Regions from separate parts of the Urocitellus parryii genome. Here region 2 is linked to region 1. A link is a contact called in public Hi-C data. All regions are on one chromosome and are shown on one strand. Each heading gives the region's core, a stretch centred on a gene start, on an enhancer-like site or on the middle of the called end of the contact. The rest is flanking DNA. Distances are from core to core; before and after follow the strand shown. Region 1 holds the start of Col23a1 (collagen type XXIII alpha 1 chain). Region 2 holds the start of Phykpl (5-phosphohydroxy-L-lysine phospho-lyase).

Region 1 (7,246 bases), core at 4,357-6,856:
GTGGCTCAAGTGGTAGCGCTCGCCTGGCATGCGTGCGGCCCGGATTCGATCCTCAGCACCACATACAAACAAAGATGTTGTATCTGCCGAAAACCAACAAATAAATATTAAAATTCTCTCTCTCTCTCTTTCTCTCACCTCTCTCTTTAAAAAAAAAAAAAAAAAAAAAAAAGAACCCCTGCCTGCTCTGACTTCTGGTCTCATTAAATAGTCTCGCCCACTTGTGTGCATTCTTAACTTTGTAATGCCATCCATCATTATGTGACATAGTCAGGAGGGTCCTCACCAGAGCCTGCACCATGCTGTTTGGACTTTACCTCTCAAAACTGTGAGCTAACTAAACCTCTTTTCTTGATAAATGGCCCAGCCCCAAGTATCTCATTATAGTAACAGAGAATGGACAAATACAACTATAAAGACTAGGATTGTGCCAGAGAGAATCTCAAACTTCAACTATATCTGGAGGCAGAGCTGGATGTGGATAGAAGAATCTTGAAAGAGACATCAATTTTGTGGTTGGAGGATGTTCCCAAAGTGTGGAGTTTGGGAAACACCAAAGTGAAAGGAAAACGGACTTGTTAAAGTTGACAGGACAAAAAATGACTGCCTCCCCGTCATTGACTCGTTTCTCCTTGGAGGATATCTTGTCCTCCCCTGGAGTGACAGTAGTGACAGCATTCTGTAGGACCTGGCTGACACTCTTGGTTGCTCCCCAATAGCCATTCCCAGTCTTCTTTCCTAACAAAGCCTCAATTCTATTCCAGTGGCAATGTGCCCAGCCTCAGGCGATGAATCAAGATTGGCCAAAGCCTCTTTATTGGCAACCCCATTACCCTTGCCAGTGAAAGGGTGGTGACCATGTGACCTAGTTTGGGCTGATGGCTATAAGAGAATTCTACAGAAAGATGATGGGAAAGTTTTTCCCCCTGATTTAAATAAAAGAAAAAGTTTCACAAAAAGCTTTTTCCTTTGTCCCTTCCCAACCTTGGCTATTCTGGTTTAAAGACACATGTGTGGAGCTACAGCAGCCATCTTGCATTCATGAGGAAAGGACAAGAGAATGGCAGATGCAATCTGTCACCCGGGTGTGACCAAGTCATTGAACTAACCCAAGATATCTTGACTTTCTTCCAGGCTTTTCTTATACAATTCAGTGACTGTCATGTTTAAGCAACCACACTCAGATATTCCATTACCTGCCATCAAAAGTATATACATTGACTGTACTAGTTCATTTCCCATTACTATAATGAAATACCAGTGACGACTGGTAACCACCATATAGAGGAGGAAGCTGAGGCTCAGGAAGCTGAAGAGGCTGGATGACAGCTCTAACTAGTGGGACAGATCTGAAACTCTCCCCAGCTGATGAGAAGCTGCATCTGCTCTGCCCTGCTCTGCCTCCTGGTTAGGAATTCACTCAGCTCACAGTGTCCCCTGGTTCAGGAGCTGTGCCTTGAATCTTCAGAGCCAATGTGGAAACATCCAACTCAAAAATTCCAAAAACTGAAAAGAACACACCAACAGTTGGCCTGTTCTACACATGCTGCTATTATTATAAAGCTCTTCCAAACTGTGGCCTTTAAAATAAAAAAAAAAAATTTAAGGCAAGAAAAGAGTGGAGAGAGAAAGTAAGCATGCCAGAAAGTAATTGGAAGGAAACTTTTTTTTTCTTTTTTTCTTTTGGTTTGGGAGCCAAGAAATGCCAAAGAAACAAAAGTAGTTATGATTTACATTCTATGTCTAGTTGTGCAGGGATTAAAAAATAGTCATCTTTATTAGAATGGACACCACAGAGCTGTCCTGACAAGTAGATACACTGCTACAAAGGCTGGAAAGGCTACAACTGATTTTGAGTTTGATAGAAACTTCACTAATATACATAGTTGTAGGGAAGGAAAGCACTTTTATTTTATTCCCAGTCTCTGGGCTTTTCTTGTTTTCAAACTGATTGGTCTGGACAATGGAAGGCCAACAGCCAACAATAAATCCATTGTAAGCTGGAAATAGTCTCCTCTGAATACAACTAAATATTTCTTTAATCCTTGCATTAAATTTTTTTTTACTGTCATATAAAAGCTATGCACTTTAAAGCGTAAGCTTTTGTAACACTTTTTGTGTTAGTTTTGTAACACAGTAACTAGAAGACTGATTAATTAGGCAACCTACTTACCAGCACTTTCATAGTGAAATATCAAATGTTTGTTTTATATCCATATTTTCAAATTACACTAAAGACACTATCAGGAATGGGTCTTGCTCAGAAATTTTGTGTTTATATCCTAAAAACTATTTATTCCCTTTTTTCCATGGGAAGGGTCTTTAATAATCAAGCAATAACAAGAATATTTCTTTTCTGTAGCTTCTGTATCTACATTATCAGGCACATCAGCCAGTCCCAGAAAAATTTATGTCACAGTTCTGTTCCCAAGGGAACAAGGAGAGTGGGTCTCCTCCTAACAGTGGCTTTTGTTGGCTTTCTTTTCTTTTTCCTGACATTAAAGTTGTGTGTGGTTGGCAAGGATTTTTTTTAAATTTGGGCAGGGTTTCTGCCTTTGATACTCTGAAAATGAGTTTGTTGGTAAAAGACAAGCCACAGGCACCTTCACACATAATCGCTTCGGCACTGACTTAGAAGAGGCTCCACTGAGAACAAATCTGAGCTTAGAAACAAAAAAAAAAGTTCAAGTACAAACATTCTTCCCTTACAGATTTTCAGTTTGATATTTAGTTATCCTTTGTATCTAGCGGTTCAAAGAATTAACTACACATCTATTTAAAGCCAATTACTGGTTCCCCATAATGGGCCTCTCACTGTACCCTCATCTCAGCCAGGGAACTCACTGTCATGAAGCTGTATACATTTCCCATCCAGCAACATTTACAAGAAGCATAGCTAGTAGCAAGAATTGATTGATGTCCAGAAAGAGAGATGCCCACTCATGGGGGACACCTCAACAACCAGAAGCTCAATACCAACTGGCATCCACATGAAGCCATCTCTGACTCTCCACTGGCAGGGCAAGGTGGGCAAGCACAACACAAGTATCCCAGATACTGAACTCTGCATAGTTAGTAGTATGATGTGTCCAAGGGTATAGCAAAATCTTGAGTGGGAATCTCAGGATTCTAAAATTTCCCTTTGCCTTTCTAATCAAGAGTGGTAGAGGGGGGGGGGAAGAAAGAAAGGAAGAAAGGGAGGAGAGAAGGGGAGGGGATAGTAGGTGGAGAAAGAAGGAGGAGGGAGAGGAGAAGGAGGAGGAGGAGAGGGCAGCTGAGCTCTGTCCACTAAACCATCTCTGTCCTCTAAATCATTATTCAATCACCACAGTCCACCTAAGTGACATTCTGGCAGAAGTGTAATGAAGTAGTCTTTTCCCGCTGAAGTTCAGGACTAAAGAATCAACATTTCTGAGCAGTGGCTACTTTCCCAAGACCCCCCATCCCTATTAGTACAGACATAATTTGTTAAGTTCCTCTTAAGGTTTTACCAGGCCTTCTGATTTACTCAATAAGGGCTTGTGGTTTATTTTTACTAAGTCCGCAGGGCCTCATGGTAGAAAGAACAGCTGTAGTTATAGCCTTCACAGGTAGAAACTTTACGGGCCCTCCATAAATCAATTCAACACCCTGGTCTCTAGGGATTTGCCAAAAGATAATAGACAGCAATTATAAAACCATTGCCAGGAGTTGCCAGCAGGGTTCGGGGAAATTTTTGAAGTCTGTAGGCACTTTCAAGGGGGAAGAGAGGAAATCATTTTAGGAAACAGCAATTTTGCCCAGAATCAAGTAAAAGAGATGTAAAACTGGCTTAAAGTGACTAAGAAATAGGTGTGGTGAACAAGGAGGTATGATATGTGTTCTTCCATTCTCCCTACGATGCCAGATTAACTTGACAATGGATACAGAGTGCAATATATGTTTGGTGGTGTGGATGGAACCCAGGGCCTCGCTCATGCTAAAGAAGCACTCTACCATCAAGCTACACCTCCAGCTCTCCACAGTGTGACATATTAGTAAGGATCACAGTAGGCTATGGTTTAGGGAATTGGTGGTAACAGGCCTGCCCTCCCTGTCCTCTACCATGAAACACTTGCCTCATTTCCTACAGCACTTGAGGATGTCCTTTGGGATCTTGGGTAGCCACCCTTCCCAAGAGGAAGAGTCCACTCAGGCAGGGGAGATGGCAAGGCCAAAAGCAGCTCTGGCCAGTGCATTGGTGCCTGTTCCTGTTCTATGGGGAGAACTAATGCACCAAACCCGGAAACTAAAACCAACTTTGAGGTCCCAAATGTGGCTCCTGCTCTGAAGACAGCAATCCTAACTCTTTAGATGAATCTCAGAGACTCACAGGACATTACCAACCTGGAGTTGGGGGATGGATCAAATTCGCATTGCAGGTGTGACAACTCAGGATGCGATGCGTCCCCACTGCTCAGGTGGCATCACTCGAAACCAGAATGTAGATGTCGGGCCTTGTTTTTACTTCCCCTCAACCTACCCAGCTAATGTGGACACCGCGCTCAGTCACGGCAGCCTGGGGGCATAGCATATCCAGGATGGAGCTGCTTCCAAACTTTAGTTTCCAAACTTTAGTTAGCACCTAGGACTAATGCGACCCCTCCAAGACCCTGAAGCTTGTCTTAAGTTTCCCTCTACTGTGGCCACCGGCTGCTTCAGGTAGACCAGTGATGGGAACTAGAGTCTGCGGACACTTCCAGCGTGAGCCTTGTCATTAACTGGGGCTCTCCACCGCAGGCGGGAAGTACTGTGTCCTAGTGCACACAACTGAGAAGACCAGCTCCCAGGACAGTTACTCCAAGTCTGTGGTCTTAATTTTCCCTTCTCCTGCTGTTCCCCTAAATGGTTCTTTTGGCTTTCTTTCCCCCTATCCGCAAACCCTGGCAGAAGATTCTGAGGAGGGAGCAAAGACAGCAGGACCACTCTGGGTCGGCAGCCCCAGTCTCCATCCTGGTGTGGGCCTCCTAGATGTCCTCTACAGCGCCCAGCCCCAGGGCGACCCCTCCCCAGGGCAACAGACACGCCGCCCCTGGCTCTCGGAGCACTGACCTTCCCCCAGCTCCCCCGTCCCCGGATTCCGGTGGGACCACCCCTGCCCCGCTCCCGAGCGCCTCACCTCGCGCAGCAGACGCTCCAGGTGCGGCTCGGCCCAGGCGTCCAGGGTGCCCGGCGGCCCCGAGCGCCGCAGGAGCTCCCGCTCTTCCTCGAGCGCCGACACCCGGCCCTGCAGCGCGGCTGCCTGGGCGCCCAGCAGCAGGCAGGCGGCCGCCGAGCCCACGGAGAGCAGCAGGCACAACGCGCTCACCGCCCGCGACCCGGCGGTCGTCGCGGGGCGCCCTCCGCCTCCGCTCCCAGCGGGGCTGCTCTTCTGCGCGTCGTCGCAGCTCCCGCCACCACCGGCGCGCTCGCCTAGACTCATGGCGTGCTTGACGCACGAGGGCTCTCCGAGGGTACCACGCAGAACTGGGGCAGCAGACTGAGCGCACAGGAGAGCCCGAGGCACGAGGACGTCCCAGCGCGGGGCTTGGCCTTCGGGTAGTAGCGGATCGCGGCGCACGCCCCCTTCTCCTCGCCAGCTCCTCCACAGCGGCCACTTCGGACAGTTTCCTCTATGCAAATAGACCCTGCCAGAAAAGGAGCCGGGACCCACCCAGGGGAGGAGCGGCCTGGTCGTTCTCCCTCGGCGAGGGGCGGGGGCGAGAAGGGAGTCAGCTCTTGAGAGCTATTCGGGTGAGCCAGACTGACCCAGTGCGCCGCGCGCCCTCAGCCCTCACCTGGCCCGGGCGCCGGGTTACATACATCCCAGCGTGAGCGCCTTTGTGACTTCCAGGCCATGGTCTCCACAGCGATCCCCAAAAGTACGACATGCGTCCAGAGAGTCAGTGCGTCTTCTGCAGCCCACTCATTTTGGAGCGCCAATTGTGCCTTGGGAGCATTCACCTAAACTTTTGTGATTTAACCTTTCGGACACTTTTTAAATAAAAGTTCAAACTCCAAATCCTGAGGAAAACAGTGGTTCGGTCCTAGATGGTGGCTTAGCGCCGCTTGGCGGCCAAAAAAGACGTCTGCAGATTGGCATTTAGAGACACAGTCAGAACCCAGATTGAGACAAAGAGAAAGATGCCTGTTAGAATCTTAATTCTCTCACCATGTATTATAGGTTAGGTATGGTGCTAGAAACAAGATGAGAAGACTTTGTTTCTGACCCAAAGGGAGAAGTTAGTTGAGAACAGACTATATAACAAATGGGAAAAGATGTGGAAAGGAACTCCAGCTTCTGAACTCGATGACTTAATTTTGCGGTAGAAACATAACTCAGCCAAAAATAATCATCTAATATGTGTCATATTTAACCTGAACTGCCATCGTGCTGCATATTTACATCATGGCGTTAAGGCAGAAAAGCTCTAGATACAGTTGTGTCCAGAGAAGAGAATAAAACTTACTTGCAGAAGTGGCCCAGTCTTGGCAGGAGAGGAGAGGAAGGCTTTCTGCTTGCTGGCAGTTCTATCAGGCACATTTATAGCCCAAAATGGGTCCCAAGCAACTCCTCTGGTATCCAATTAACCACCACTAGTGTATTAGATCTTTGTAATTTGGACAACTCTGAGATTGTCTTTTAGAAAAAGATGTACCTCTCTTCTTTCTCATTTTTCTGGATATCTTATTTTTTTGCAGATGGATTACTTCTCTCTTAAAACTGTTGAAGCCTACAGCTAACAGGTTCCTCCTGCTTCCTTGAGGGCAAAGGTACCCTAGAAATTGCTTGATAAGAAACAGAAGGTGGTTGGCATCTCACATCTGCAACTTTGTAGCTGTGGCCTTGCATAAATTGGGGTTATGGTTGGATGGTTATACAGTCTTGGCCTTATGATAAAATTGAGTGTATGGTCAATAAATAATCTGTGAAGTACCTGTTAAGCAAACTTGATCATCTACTCATTAAAGGGACTAACATCATATTACAAGTTAGTATTCATTCTTACTATAAAAACATGTAAATTGTCCTTATTAAAAAAAGAAACCTATGTTAATGTTAGTGCCTGTACTATTCACTGTATTCCAGAGGCTTCTGTGTATTGAACAAACCAAGCTCATTAGGCCGTTGGGCCTTTGCTCTTCCCTGCTACCTTGCCTTCTGGATTATCCTCCTCCCTAATCTTTGAATAGCAAGTTCCTCCTTATCCTTCAGGTCAAGGTCTCCAGGTCTTCAGCCTCTTGTCTG
Region 2 (7,175 bases), core at 4,280-6,779, 360 kb before region 1:
CTTACTGGTCTAATACCACCACGTCCTGGTGTCCCGTGTATTGGCGAGCCAGCCGCAGGGCCAGGTCATTGGCTTCTGACCTATAACAGTAAAGGTGGGCACGGCTTGGACAGTCACCCAAAGGTTCTCCACAGAGAAACCATGTGAACAGAGGAACCCTTCCAGCAGCAAGAAGATTCTTGGACTTCATTTAGTCATTTGTTTGATAGACATAAAGTGCCTCCTATATGCTCAGCCCTGTTATCATCCTCCCTCTTAAAGCCCTTCAGTGAAACTCTGGGGTAAAAAGAGTAGGTAAAACAGGAGGCCCTGGCCTCCTTGAAACTTACATTCTGATGTGCATGAAAGCCAAAAAAACAAAGAGTGATCATTTTTGTAAGTGCTAGCTGTGGGTCCAGCGTACTAAGGGAGAATTGGATGGGCGCTACTTTAAATAACAGCATGTTAGGGGTTGAACTGTGTTGCTCCAAAATTGTTATGTTGAAGCTCTAACTCCCAGTGTCTTATATGTGATTTTATGTGGAAATAAAGCTTTTGAAGAGGTAGGGTAAAAGAAGGGCTTCAGTGTATCCTGATCCAATCTGACTGGTGTCCTTAGAAGGAGAGGAAATCTGGATGCAGAGACATCAGGGATGTTTCCACACAGATGAAAGGCCACATGAGGGCACAAGAAGGAGGCAGCTCTCTGTGAGTCAAGGAGAGAGGCTTCAGAAGAAACCAATCCTACTGACACCTTGATCTTGGACTTTTTGCTTCTTAGAAATATGATATAGTACACTTCATTGCTGAAGTCCCCTAGTCTGACATTTTGTTATGGCCACCCTAGCTAGGGTCAAGGGTGGCTCTTTAAGGAGATAACACCTGAGTCTTGAGGGAGACCATTCCAGGCAGAGGGAGCAGCATGCACAAAGGCCCTGATGGAGGCAGGAACTTGTGTCAGAGAAGCAAGAGAAGACAAGCAAGGCCAGAGCCTAGGGAGGGCAAGCCAGGAGAAGTGCAGAGTGCTGCAGGGGCCACATTCACAGGGCTGGGAAGGAGCCCGGGTTTTCTTTTCAGTGTCAACAAAGCCAATGAGGAGTTTTAATCAGAGAAAGCACATGATTCAAATCCCATTTTAGGAGGCAGTCTGTAGCTATATGTCAAAAGGGAATGAAAGTGGAAGTGAGGAGACCTAGGAGGTCCAGGTGAGAGCAGGGGATGGGGAAGTGCTTGGAGTAAAGGGATTTTTTGGAGACAGACAAGATGGGACTGAAGCAGAAATGCATGTATTTCGTTTCTGCCTTGAGCAGAGATGTGGATAGTGATGCCATTTATAAGGTGAGCTGATGTGAGGATGGCAGTGGTGGGGCTGGGAAGGCCAGGAGTCGGTGGCTGGGAACATCAGGGAGAACCAGTGCAATGGTCTCACACTAGGTGTCGCAGAAGACATGTCTTGATTGTTTCTGGATATGTGAAGTTGTCAGATGTCAAATGAACAGTTAGAACCTTGAGTCTGGAACACATGGGAAGCATCTGGGCTTGTGATATAAATTGGGAGTCAGCAGCACACGGATATTTAATACTGAGGGAATGGATGAGATCATGGAGCAAGAGGACTCAGAGAGAAAAAATGGCCCAGGACCAGTCCAGAGGAATATAGCAAGAGGTATTGATAAAGGATTCAGAGGAGGAGTGGCCAGAAAAGCTGGCAGGATACAAGGAAGGCACCAGAAACCAGAGGAAAAATTTTCCAGAGCCCGGTCACTCTGTCAAATATTGCTGGAAGACAGATAAGTCAAAGGTAGCCAAGATTACTGGATTTGGTAACATAAAAGTCATTGGCACCTACACAGAATGAATTTGGTGGGTTAATAAGCCAATAGGAATAGCTCTTCCTCCTCTGCTGAGAAAGTACCAACCCTGCACCAATTCCCTGCTCTTCCAACTGGGGTTCCAGTTTAGTCTGTCACTTCTTAGCTCCTTTCTTTGAACTATTTCCTTATCTGTCAAATTAAGATGGTAAATTTTACTTCCTAGAAGTAATTCAGGGAACTGATGAATGATAAATGGCAATGGCAATAATAATCATCATTACTAGGCTGGGCAAGTGCTCAGTGGTAGAGAGATTGTCTACCATTTATAAGGTTCTGGGTTGCTTCCATACCACCATAAAAACAAACAAAAATCACTACTATAATCCAAATGCCACTACCTACAATTGTTGGAATATTCTTTCTCAGATATGCCATGATCATCTGCCTGATTCTGCTGTCACTGCCACTCTCATTGTAAGCTACAATCACCTCTTACCTGGCCCCTGAATTGGCACCAAACCCTGTCAACTCTTGCTTTCTGCCAGCCCTGATGACATCACTTCCCTAACTAAACCCCTCTGATGTCTTCCCAGTGCTCTGAGGATACAGTGTCCTCACTTGATGGATAAGGTCCTTGGGTGATGGGCCCTGGGTCCCTCTCCAGAGTTAGCTCACACCCTTTCCTCTTCCTCTTTCAGTTCTTCAAGTGTGCCAGGATGCTGTGCCCCTTCCTATGACAGGGCCTTTGCACAAGTTGTTCCGTGTGGTGACCGACCTAGACAAGAGTATTTGTGGTGGAGTAGGAAGCACCCTTCCTTCCTTTTCCCCTAGTTTTCTCCTGAGCTTTTAGCTTAACATTGTTTCCTCAGGGAAACCTTCCTGACCTTCCAGAACAGGTCAGGTCCCCCCAAATTTTTGGGCCTCATTATACCATATGCTTTTTCTCCAGACAATAACTTTTCTTGGTAATTTTATATTTCTTTGAAGAATCATTTGATGTTTCTGCTTCTACTAAGCAGGGGTCTTTGGGCCTTATGGAAGGCAGAAATAAAGGAACACATTAATTCATCAAGCCCCAACAATGATCCTGGAAGAGAGGCAATGACATCCTTTACTAAAAGAGAAGAAAATTGGATCCAACAGAAAAAGAACCAGGATCCACACTTAGGAAGCACAGAAGCCTCTCCCTGAAGCCTACACCATGCTGTGCCTATGTGAGTGATTCTTCTTTGGTGCCTCACTCTCTTGCTAGGGGCTGGCTGCAGTTCACTTACCCGGAATTCAGGAAATAAAACACACAGAGCTTCTCTGGCAGGGTCTCCGACAGCCTCTGTGCATAATCCACGATGTTGTCGTGAAGGTATCTGCTGTTGGTGTTGAGCACCTGGTTCTGTTCATGTGCAGCTTGGACCACGAGAGGGTGGCAGTGCCCGACTGCAAGAGGGCCACCTCCATCAAATGGCCGACTCCACTCGGCCAGTCCCACTGGGCCTCCCCCAGCCCCATTCTGGAAACCCAGCCAGGGGAGATGCAGTTACAAAGGGAGAGGTGGAAAGAGATGAGTTTAAGATGGGAGGGGGGGAGGCGGGGATGATGAATCTGGAAAGGAAGATCTAAAAAGAAGTTCCTGGGATTCCAGCAGAAGGAAAAGATTCTCTAGCAGAAATCCTATTTAGACAAACTATGCCTTTAAGAAGGCTTCTGTAGGCCTTTTCCTTGAGAGGCAAGGATCAGAGGTGATTGTCACATGGCTTGACTTGACCAGCTGGTGGGGGCTGGAGGTAATCTTTATTGCCAAAGGCCAAGGATAATAACAAGGAACATGCACTGAGAGCTTGCCTAACATCAGGCACATTCAAAACTAAATTTTGTTAGTTAACACACATAATTCTCTAGAACACTTGGAGGTGAATGTCTAGTAGTACATGGTCTATTATGCAGACGAGCAAATAGGTATAGAGAATGAAGAAACTTGTTCAAAATCACAAAGTTGGTAAGTTAGCAAAAGCTAGAGCCCTGGCTTTTTAAAAATATATATATTTTAGTTGTTGATAGACCTTTATTTTATTTATGTATTTATACGTGGTACTGAGAATCAAACCCAGTGCCTCACACATGTGAGGCAAGCCCTCTACCGCTGAGCTACAACTCCAGCCCTGAGCTCTGGCTTTTAACCTGTTTTATTCACCTCCATTTTGCCTCCTAATTCATGGACTCCTTTTCTTCCATCAGTTCTGGCAGTCCTAGCTGAGTGACTGAATTTCTGCTTCAATTTCCTTACCAGCACCTGAAATGGTCAGTGTAGCTGAATCCCTGCCATAATCCCTGTACTTGGTGACGGCTGTGCTGCAGTGCTGGTCATGGCTGGGCTGTCACTCTCTGAGCTCATCATCAGTCCCAGGTGGAACTGAATCCACACACCTAGACCTCTGACTCCTGCCTGGAGACTTCTACTGCTACTTGACAAAGACTGGGCGTTCTCTGCACATGGATGTGACTCAGCTCAAGCCAGGCTGTCTACAACTGGCATCAGATTCACAGCCTCAGCCTCCTCTCCTGCCCCACCAGCCTGAGGTGATACTGACCATGAGCCACATTGTTGATGCAATCGATGTATTCTCCCCCTTGTTCATCATACAGGTACTGCCCTTGGCCACGGACAATCTTAACTGGATCCTCAGGGAAAAAAAGTCTGCAGGAAGAGCTGTGGGGACAGACCAGAGGTGGACAGCCATGTCTGAAGACCTGAAGGGACCACCTACCTCCTCACCTCTTCCTGATTTCTGGAAAGAACAAAAACTTTAAGGACAAAGTGCTCTTTCCTTGCTGCCAGGCTCCTCATTCCATAGTAAAGAAGGAAAAGGATGGGGCAGGAAGTTGCTAAGACTTAAAATTGTTTAAGTCATATTAAGCCTCAGTGGCCTTGCTCATTTCCCTGTGTGCCCACATCAGTTGCTCAGATCCTGGGAAAAGGAAGCTGCCCCAGTCAGACCCACGGGGACCCTGTATGGCTGTATAAGGAATGGCACCCTTAGGTAGCTGTCTCTCAGCCCTAAAGATTCCTTGCCAGTTAAGTGGCCCTGTTGCCCCAGATGTGTGCTAGTCTTGAGCTCTGGCTGGAGGATGCCTTCTCTTCCCCTGCCATGTCCCATTGAGGGCCCCTCTCGCAGGTCAAGTGCCTACTTCCTCTAACGCTGTGAAGGACTCCCCACCCAACCCTCGGTCTGAACTTTCAGCCCTCCCAGGATCACTCTCAAGTCAGGCCCTGGTCGTGCTGAAGGGCCACTAGTGGGCGAGGTCCGCCCAGATGCTAGGGCAAAGGCTGTCCTCCCCAGGCGCCCGTGGCGAGAGCTGCGGGGCGGGTGACATCGGTTCCCGAGCCTCAGGGTGGGCCCAGGAGCCAGCGGGAAGCCGCTGCGAGGAAGCAGCTGCGGGAACCGCCTGCCCAGGACTGCAGAGCTTCAGAACACGCGGGGTTGCGGCCCGGATAAGGCCGGGAAGGGATGGGAAGTCGCGGGCTCTGTGCCGGAGGCGCGTGCGCGTCGTGCGTGAGTGCGTCGTGCGTGCGCGCGCCTAGGTACCTGAGGAGCCGCTGCCGCAGGGACAGAGTGTCGGCCTTGGCTCGCTGATCGGTGGCCATGGCGCTGCGCTGTCAGTCGGTGCAGAGACGCAGCGCCGAGAGACTGGGCCGCGCGCGCTTGGAATCTAGGGCCCCGCCCCGGCCCCGCCCATGACTCCCCCGAGACTTTGGCCTCAAGTTTGCATCTCAGGCCCCGCCCCCAAGTGGCCCACTTCGCTTTAGTTCTTTCATTTTGGCAAACGAGCTTCGCAGGCTTCCGGCTAGCGAGTCATTCCTTGTCCTTCTCCCGCCGGGCCGGGTTTGCGTCCGCCCTGCCGAGTGCTGTCCTGGCTTTGGTTCCGGGACGCGCTTTTGGCGTACCCGCTTCACATACCCGTGCGTTGTCTCCCCTTGCCCGGAAGAAGTGTCCCCAGGTGATCCCGCCGCTGTTCCCAGCGCCCGATTGAGCAGCACTCAACCCTGGCAGGCTACGCTTGGACGAGTTGCCATCTCCGTGCATAAAAAATGATGCAGTGTGAGGATTAAATGAAAAATGTGCAAATGATATCCACCTGGGGCCTGGTATGCACCAGGGGCGGCAGAGTAGAAGACAGGCCTCTCCAGCTCCTGCAGGAGCAGCAGGAAAGCAGGGCACAAGGGGCATTACTGGGGCTAACTAAGGGCTGGACCTGATTCCTGCTGGAGTCCAGGCGGGGTGAATTTGAGAGGATTCAGTGTTTAGACTGGAAGAGAGTTGGGAAGTCTCCTGAGCTGTGTTATATTGTCCAGGAAACTGAGACCCAGGAAGGGAAAGGCCTTTGCTAAAGGCTTGACTCCAGTTTCAGGGAGTGAGAAGAAAAGATCTCCAAGGGATTGGAAGCCTGGAGAGCAGAGAGGTTCTTCCTCTTCCTGGGGGCACGAAGACTTCCTGCCTTGAACCTTAGAACAAGGAAGAACTTTGGACTGCCTCCTGAGGACGCTGGGAAGGAAGGCTTACACTTACCCTTGCTGGTGTGTATCTATCTTCTCATGATTCCCAGCTCTCTGCTTGGCTTCCTGATTGCTGATTTCTTCTTTTCCTCATAAAATTGTAGACTGCTTAAGGCATTTATTAAATAACATTCTTATATTCTTTTATTCCTTATGTTTTTTATTGTGGTAAAATACACATAACAAACTTTACCATTTTAGCCATTTTAACGGTACAATTCTGTGACAGTAAGTCCATTCCCATTGTTGTATAACCGTCGCCACCATCCACCCACAGAACTTTGTCATCTTCCTGAACTGAGTTTCTTATTTGTAACTGTACACAATTCTTGAAAAAATTCTAAAATTAACCATGAGAGGTTAATTGTTAATGGCATGTACTTCTTTTTTTGAGGGTCAAGGCCCCTTGTGTGTGTGAATGGGACTGCGGTCAATGGTTTTCTCAATGTACTGGCTCCTCCTCTTTGCTGGAGAGACCCATGTTCCTCTATGCCCTGCAGTTTCAGCTTTTAATTTTTTTTTTTTTGTGTGTGTGTGTGTATGTGTGGGTGTGTGTGGTGGGTGGGGTGGGGGGAGGAAGGGAGAGAGGAGAGAAAGTCCTGCCTGATTTCCATCTTCAGTGTTGTCTTACAGCCTAACATCCAGCCACAGGCATAGCCTAGGGCAGCTCAGAGCAGTCAGGTTGGCTCAGGGGCTTTCCTGCCATGGGGCAGAGGGCAAGAAGGCTGTACCCAGGATCAGTGAACATCTTACCTGCCCCTGGTTATCTAGGGTCAGGGGCTGATACAGTTGAAGGTCAGACCAGACTGGGACATTTCCTGGTTCAGATGATC

Evidence for each region. Hi-C and Micro-C count contacts between places; a contact is called where the count stands out from the background.
Region 2: a Hi-C map of liver shows a contact between it and region 1, with 5 times the contacts expected there. The contact joins the promoter of Phykpl here to the promoter of Col23a1 in region 1. A contact is called at or near these places in 2 of 2 Hi-C or Micro-C datasets (liver and muscle).

The regions. Positions count from the first base shown.
Region 1 is chr1:134,203,640-134,210,885 of mUroPar1.hap1, reverse strand. Col23a1 (collagen type XXIII alpha 1 chain) reads right to left here and starts at 5,606. Exons shown (of 29, transcript XM_026413108.1): 1 at 5,138-5,606. The coding sequence starts at 5,440.
Region 2 is chr1:134,559,480-134,566,654 of mUroPar1.hap1, reverse strand. It overlaps Phykpl (5-phosphohydroxy-L-lysine phospho-lyase), which reads right to left and starts at 5,529. Exons shown (of 13, transcript XM_026413082.2): 1 at 5,375-5,529; 2 at 4,379-4,497; 3 at 3,068-3,227; 4 at 6-80. The coding sequence starts at 5,433.